Linked DNA regions of Ctenopharyngodon idella: region 2 is linked to region 1. A link is a contact called in public Hi-C data. All regions are on one chromosome and are shown on one strand. The core of a region is the stretch at or near the end of the contact, and the rest is flanking DNA. Distances in the headings are between cores, read along the strand shown. Region 1 holds the start of mtfmt (mitochondrial methionyl-tRNA formyltransferase). Region 2 holds the start of cgnl1 (cingulin-like 1).

Evidence for each region. Hi-C and Micro-C count contacts between places; a contact is called where the count stands out from the background.
Region 2: a Hi-C map of muscle shows a contact between it and region 1, with 4 times the contacts expected there. The contact joins the promoter of cgnl1 here to the promoter of mtfmt in region 1. A contact is called at or near these places in 2 of 2 Hi-C or Micro-C datasets (both in muscle).

The regions. Positions count from the first base shown.
Region 1 is chr7:19,506,273-19,510,065 of HZGC01, forward strand. It overlaps mtfmt (mitochondrial methionyl-tRNA formyltransferase), which reads right to left and starts at 1,543. Exons shown (of 10, transcript XM_051900439.1): 1 at 1,021-1,543; 2 at 734-934; 3 at 479-601; 4 at 248-350. The coding sequence starts at 1,244. It overlaps znf280d (zinc finger protein 280D), which reads right to left. Exons shown (of 18, transcript XM_051900438.1): 18 at 2,809-3,793. The coding sequence ends at 3,500.
Region 2 is chr7:19,651,426-19,654,838 of HZGC01, forward strand. It overlaps cgnl1 (cingulin-like 1), which reads left to right and starts at 1,925. Exons shown (of 19, transcript XM_051901628.1): 1 at 1,925-2,084.

The DNA of each region.
Region 1 (3,793 bases), core at 293-2,792:
GTAATCAAACAGTTGACGTTAGCCATTGACATCAATAGTATTTTTTCCTACTATGAAAGTCAATGGCTACCATCAACTGTTCGATCACCAACGTTATTTTAAAAATCTTTTGTTTTTTAACAGAAGAAAGAAACTCATACACGTTTGGAACAACTTCAGGCTGAGTAAGTGATGACAAAATTTTCATTTTTGGGTGAACTATCCCTTTAATTATGGAAACTAAAATATGTTAATCGGTGGAAATTACCATTCTGGAACCCACAACTGCCAAAGTAGCTCCAAGCTCATCCGCAGTGCAGTTCTTTGGAATCTCATACAGCTCTTGATGAAGAATAGGGCCCACATCAAATCTGATTTAATGAAAGCCATAAAATAAAAGACTTGAAACTTTGAAGGGGATATATACAGAAATTTTGAGCATCTTTATGTAACTTTCATATTGGTCCTGCCATGAACAATTACTGTACAAGGCCTTTACCTCTTAGGTCTTATTTGCATGATAGTCACTCCTGTGACACTGTCACCATGTAAAATCGTATGAAAGACTGGAGCAGGTCCCCGCCAGCGTGGCAACAGACTAGGGTGCACATTCAGGATCCCACTAACATAAATAAACAAAAAAGCAAACACAAATTATGAGCCGAGACCATGCTGTTAAAACATCACACAATGACTACAGACAATGCAACCATTCTATTTAGTCATGCTCTTTCCCTGAACCCTCATTACTTACTGTGGCATTTTGTTGATGATGTTCTCCTTGATTAAACAACCAAATGACACCACCACACCAACATCAAACTGTGCACTTAAGTCCACATCTGGCCAATGGTGAAGTGGAAGTCTGTGCTGCTCTGCATACTTTCTGACTGGAGTATCTCTGGACAGTGTCACGACCTCAAGAGAATCTATGATTTCAGCTTTTGTGTCATCTCTAGAAAAATGAAAAGAAAACTAATAACATAACGCAGTAGGGTTATTAACAAAAATATATGCAATAAAAAAACTGGACATCATTACCGGGATACATGAAGCTGTTTCAATGATTCCAGTGCAAAATCATCACTTCCAAAAAACAATACTCTCCAGGGTGGTTTTGAAGCAGATTGTATTTGAGTTGCAAAAGATTTGTTTCTGCTTAATAGAAACAAGCCTTTTCTAATACGCGTGATGCAGTTGCTACGAAGTCCTTGAGACAGCAAATGTCCCCGATCTATGACTTTTAAATAACTTAGGCTCCACATACTCTGATATAAGTTTTCATAAATGGCAAAAATATCTTTAACAGCTAGCAAAATACGAAACCATCACTCCTCTATTAACAGATAAGCACGCAGTTGTCATAGGAGTCATTCTAACATTTCATGACAACTTCAGTCGAGAGTCTTGACATTTTTCACAATAACGTGTCCTAATTATGTTCATGTGGCTAATCCATTTTCGCAAACCACTAGATGACAGTTACAAGGTTACTGTAAAGCGCTACATATACACATAGGCGCATGTGTGCGTCGCCATGTTGACGTGAACGTCATTTCCGTTATAGTTTTCAAATAAAAGACATATATGATGCGCTTATGAATGATATTTTATAACATGTGCATAGCTAACGATTTTTTGTACTTCAAAATAAAATAAAAACACAGAGACTGTGTTTATAAAGTTGTTATTGTTCTTGATGCGCGTTTCTTGTTTTTAAATCGGATCTTTTTGATGAATCGGTTCACAAATCCGGTCTGAACGATCGCACTGAATCGAACCAAACTCATAGAACCTCAACTTGCATGGAAGTCCAACTCGTTATCAACCGATAACCGAATATAAGTGAGGTGACGGTATCAGCGGGTCCCAAATACTGAGCTCTATAATGACATATAATAATGTAGATTAGTAGTCCCAAGAGGCTTGATGAGGGGTGCTATGACGTATTTGTATTCCTGACTGAAACAATAAGTTTGGGTGAGAATGAGAAGTGCAGAATGTCGTCAAAATTGTTTATCCGTGTTGGTGGTAAATAGAGGCTGTAAATACTGAAAGCATGTATATTCTAAACGTGAATTTTGCCTTTTATTGTTTTGGAGCACACTAACTTAGAAAAGCTTTAGTAGGCCTATAACATAATACAAGTAATAAAAGCTACAAAACATTAATGGAGACTTTAATAGTTTTATATAAAGGCTACTTTAATAGACTAATAGCAGAAAAGTTACAAATGTTAAACCATTTTTGCGAGAAATAGAAAACTTTCAGTAGGCTAATTGCTTAAATACTGCACATTTAGGTTTTAAATAATTTTTGAGCTAAAGTATGAAATAACAATAAACACTCTTATTTCTAGAACCTAGGCTACTCTACAAAGAAAAACATAATAAACGGCAATACGTGCTTACATGTGGTTAAGGGAACATTTTGGAACTTTTGGGGTTTTCAAACTCTTTCTGGAGCCTCCCCAAGCCAGCACTGCACATCTTTCTGTTTCACTTATTGAACATCCAGCTCAGGTCACAGAGGAACGTTACTCTACTTATCAACTGTTTAAAGAGAGATCCGAAAACGTACAATACTAGCGAAGAACAACGAAGGTTTGAAAATCCCTGTAATATGCCTTGAAGAGAGCGCATGAGATAAAAGAATCACTGAATCTTTTTAACCGGTTCTTTGAAAAGAACTTCAAAAGAACCGATTCGCATAAATGATTCTTCTCGTCACTATTGTTTATTGAACTACACAGCATGAATCCACAAGAGGGTGCTCTTCACCAAATCAAGCCCTTATAAGAAAACAAGACATTGTCTCCAGTAGAAAGGCTGAGATAATACTGTGAATCACAGTCTCTATTTAATAGCAGAGCTGTAGTGAATGTTATAAAAGTTTAATACCGATTAAGACAAATGAATTTCTACAATGTTTTCAGTCTCAATCAATGATTCTCAATGCAGTGTCCTATCCAGATCAAGTACATATAACAATACATGAAACACAATCTAAAAAAAATGATCAGGACGCATAATATCATTCCTAAGTACAGTATACTGAGAAATTGTTGAACTTGCTCTTAGTCCTGTGAAAACCACCACGTGAAAAGGCAGATGTGGGAATCAGCTCCAAGTTCGTTAGTTTCATGTCTGTGTGTTTTGTGTGATCATCTGTAGAGTCCAAATGGACACCAAAACTGCAGGCAGAAGGACTTGAAAATAATCATATGTATAGAAGAACATTCACATTGCTGCCTTTGCAACTCAATTTCAATCTAGAGGGCGCTTCTTTACAAACATTACATAAGTACAGAAATATTGTACTCACACAGTACAAGATTTTAAAGTCATGTTTTAGCACAGTATTGATTTCATCTCATTTTGGATACAAGAAATGTTCCTATTAATGTATATTTTATATAAAAAAAAAATGGGACGAAGAGCGAGTCAGCGAGAAACTCTGCTGCTTCTAGAGTCTTGCGATGTTTCAAGGGATCCTCAGTCTTTTTAGTAATGGGTTGCAGTTAACCATCCCTCTCCACTTGTGAGTTCTCAGTGGCGTTGTCCTCAAGGACCTTGGATGGAGTGAGAGGTTCCAGTTGCGAGTCTGTGTTCACAGACTCTATTCCATCAGTTTTGCAAAGAAAATCAGAGGGAGTTATGCCACCTTCATCTGGGAGGGCAGAAATGGGGCTAACAGGTGCCTCAGAGGGTGAGTGAAGGGAAAGGCTCTTGGGTGATTCCTCCTCAGAGACATCATTGAGCGTGGCCCCTATTGTGTCATCATTCCCCTCGTCTGGCTCACTTTTGTCAGCTCC
Region 2 (3,413 bases), core at 675-3,174, 150 kb after region 1:
GACAGGACCACATAAATTCTGTATAACAACATTCAGTATAACAACAACAATATGTGTAAAGACGTCGAGATGAATGAAAGTACTAAGTCTTTTGTAGAAAATACTGCAACGCCTCCATCGCTGGATCTCTGTTCACATCAGGACCTCCGGATTCCCAAACTGGGACAGACAGCGCTCCCTGCTGAACAAGCTGCTGGGTTTTTTCAAATAGAGCTGCTTTTGTGTTTCCTGGTAAATCCACAGTCCTCACAGCTAAGACCAAGTGCACCCACATAAAAATGAAAACAGACCCCAAACCAAGGGTGGAGTCATCAGTACTCGCACAGATCCAAGTCGTCTTGGTCTGTAAGGACAAATGCAATGTGTTCTGTTACTAAGTTCTGTTACTAATTTACTGTTTGGAAACGACATGAGGATGAGCAATTGAAGACAGAATTTTCATTTTTGGGTGATATCCCTTTGCGGACACTAAAATTATGCACCTTAATAAATAAACAAACATGGTTGATAAATGATTGTTCCAGAAGTTTTCACCCTGTAATGCTCCTCTAGTCGGTGACCTATTTCCTATCTCATATTATATTAGGAAGTTGAAGCAGAGGCAGATTTTCTCACTCGCTGTAATAACTTTAGAGATATAGTAGGAACACTTTGGAAAAGCTTTTATTTTAGCCACTGCATCTTCCTACTCTCTAGTTATTTGTTGTCTGTAGCCTACAACGTTATTCGTTGTTGTATTTTACTTGATATTCTGTAGATCTATTATAATCGTTAGTTTATTAACATTACTGGCACCTTTTTTTATCTTAATATATTTATTTTCTGTCAGTTGTCCAACTGTATGAATCACACAGTAGGATGTTTGGCATATGCAGTGTTCTATCACTAGATGGCGCTGTCAGTCTAAAGAGCTGTCAGGCCATCATTTAACCTGTATGTGATGCTAGCTAATACAGCAGTTCAGTTCGCGCAGAGAGTGTATTTTATATTACTGTTTTGTACATCTTTCCATTACGGGATTCTCTCTAGCTCTGCCAAAGCATCAGTAAACACACATTTTAATTGTCAAAAATGTTGCTTTGAATTCCCCCATAAAAGCAGATGGTAAGTGTATTTCTTGACATTATTGCTAAACATAAAGAAGTTGATGGTTCAAGTTTTGTTCATGTTTTTATTATTTAACCTATTGAATTTCACAAGTAAATGAGCAAGTTATTATTATGCTTCATATTATTTTGTTTTGCTTTGCTTTTTGTTGTACCTTGCTCTAATGCTTAACCCGGGAAAACAAAAATAAATCAATAAATAAATGTCATAGAAGTAGCGTGCACCAGATGAAGTCAACAGGGGCTTTTTCAGGCACTTGACAAATTCAAGTGAATAAAGCAATGTTCAAAACAAAATAGATTCAAACCATTTCATATTAAAGACGCGCATCCTTCCGATAGAAGATTTAGTCCCTGCTTTGTAACACAAAATAACGATTATGGTTGCTGTGAAAGCTGTTACGTGGATTTTAGCACGAATGAAAGGTTTTTGAACTATTCGTTTAAAATATTTATGTCTAGGCTAGCCTATATATATCTAAATGTTAGGATATTGAATGTCCTTTCAGGTTTCTTCAGTATTTAAAATCTTAGGGAATCAATGGTGTGTCACCATTTTGAAAAAGACCCATAGTCTCTCTGTCCTCTCTTATAATTCATTATCACATGAAAACTCTTGATTTCACCGATACTGGAAGCACAAGTACTTGAAAGGTTTACACCCAGTTTCTGGCTGCGCCTTTGTGTCTTGAGATCAGCTAAAATGCGAAATGAGCTCCGTTCGGCAGTGGTGTTGAGCAGATCAGCTGATCGTGAATCAGGCTGCTTTGGGTGGGTGGAGTGAGGGATGGGGATGTGGGCGGGGCTTGACGCTCTTCAACAGTCCGTGTGTTTGAAGTAAAACTAGTCTGAAAACAAGACGTGCAACAAGTGACTTTGACCAGCTGAGAGGAGATGGTGCTTTCTCTTTGTGTCATAGCTTTTTATAGAGCTTGATCAACAAATAAACGCATATTGTGGGATAAACGACAGACAGCGGTAAGTGCTTCTTTTGGATTCATTTTTATTACAAAAAAGTGTGCGAAATTTCTAGGGGCATTTGGGCGACATTGTAACAGGTCAGCTTAAACATTGAAAGTAAAGTTAAAAAGCACCCAAACAGGCAATGTTCTTATATAGGGAAAACAGGCTATATTATTAAAATTGCACCTAGTGTTTGGAGCATCTGTTGGGATGATGTTTGGTATTCATTTCGCAAAACATTAATTATTGCACAGAAAGCAATTGGAAAACAAACTTTTGGCTAAATCATGTGCGTGTTTTAAGCTGTATGGTTCATATAAATGCAACCCCAAAAATAAATTGTTGCATTATTCAATATAATCAGTACTATGTAAATAACTACATAAAAATATATGAAACTAATCTAGTCTAATAGTACCCATGCACTCTGCCTGATGTACAGTATGTAAAAGCAAAGGAAAGTTCACTGTAAGATGACGGAGTATTCCTGAATCCCTCCTGACAGAGTTATAGTGGTTGCTCTTGTCATCTAGAGAATGATTATCCATAAACCTCTTTGTTGAACTTTTTTTTTTTTGTTGTTGATACTGTAGCTGTAGCCATGTTTTTGGTCTGGATCAGGGCCAAAGTTTACGAGTTGGTAGTGAGAGACCGTTTCACCAGGAAACTGTTTTGAGTTTCCCTGGAGGTGGAATGCAGGTGGAGGCCATGCTGCAAGAGCTTGCACAGCCTGTGTTAGTTTCCCTGTCAGAGCTACACATTTCCAGTTGGCACAATGAGAGGAAAGGAGCTACATTAACACAATTGAGTTCCTCTGCACATAGTACAGTTCATGTGATACAGGAGCTGAAAGAGGCTATTGTGTCATATTCTTTTTTTCAGCACCAGAGCTCTGTTCCTTATGGATAAGGGGGCTTGCCGCTTTTTAACTCGCCCTTATTGTTCTTTCTCATCCCCCTCTATGGGGCTGGAAAGTTTGAGTCCCTTCTGCTCTCTTGAGTGTGGCGGCCGATGAGAAGGACTTTTTCTTTTGACTTGCTTTAATATGATGTTCATTTTGTGCTTTTGTAGTAGTTTTTTAGCCTCAAGACTTTAGGTCTTCCAATCTTATGCTTTCAACCTGAAGTTTCTAGTGTCGCCTTCTTTCTTCACTGAACGGATTCCTTACTTGCCCATTGAAAATGAACCAATGCCGTCTTTGTTTTCTTCATTGTCAAGCCCTCGGGGATCTCACAGGTTGCATGCACCGTAATACACTGCATGCTTTGGTCATACCATTTGCTGTTGCAACAAAGACATCAATATGACCAATGCAATCTTTTGTTGGCTTTGAGGTGAAAGGAT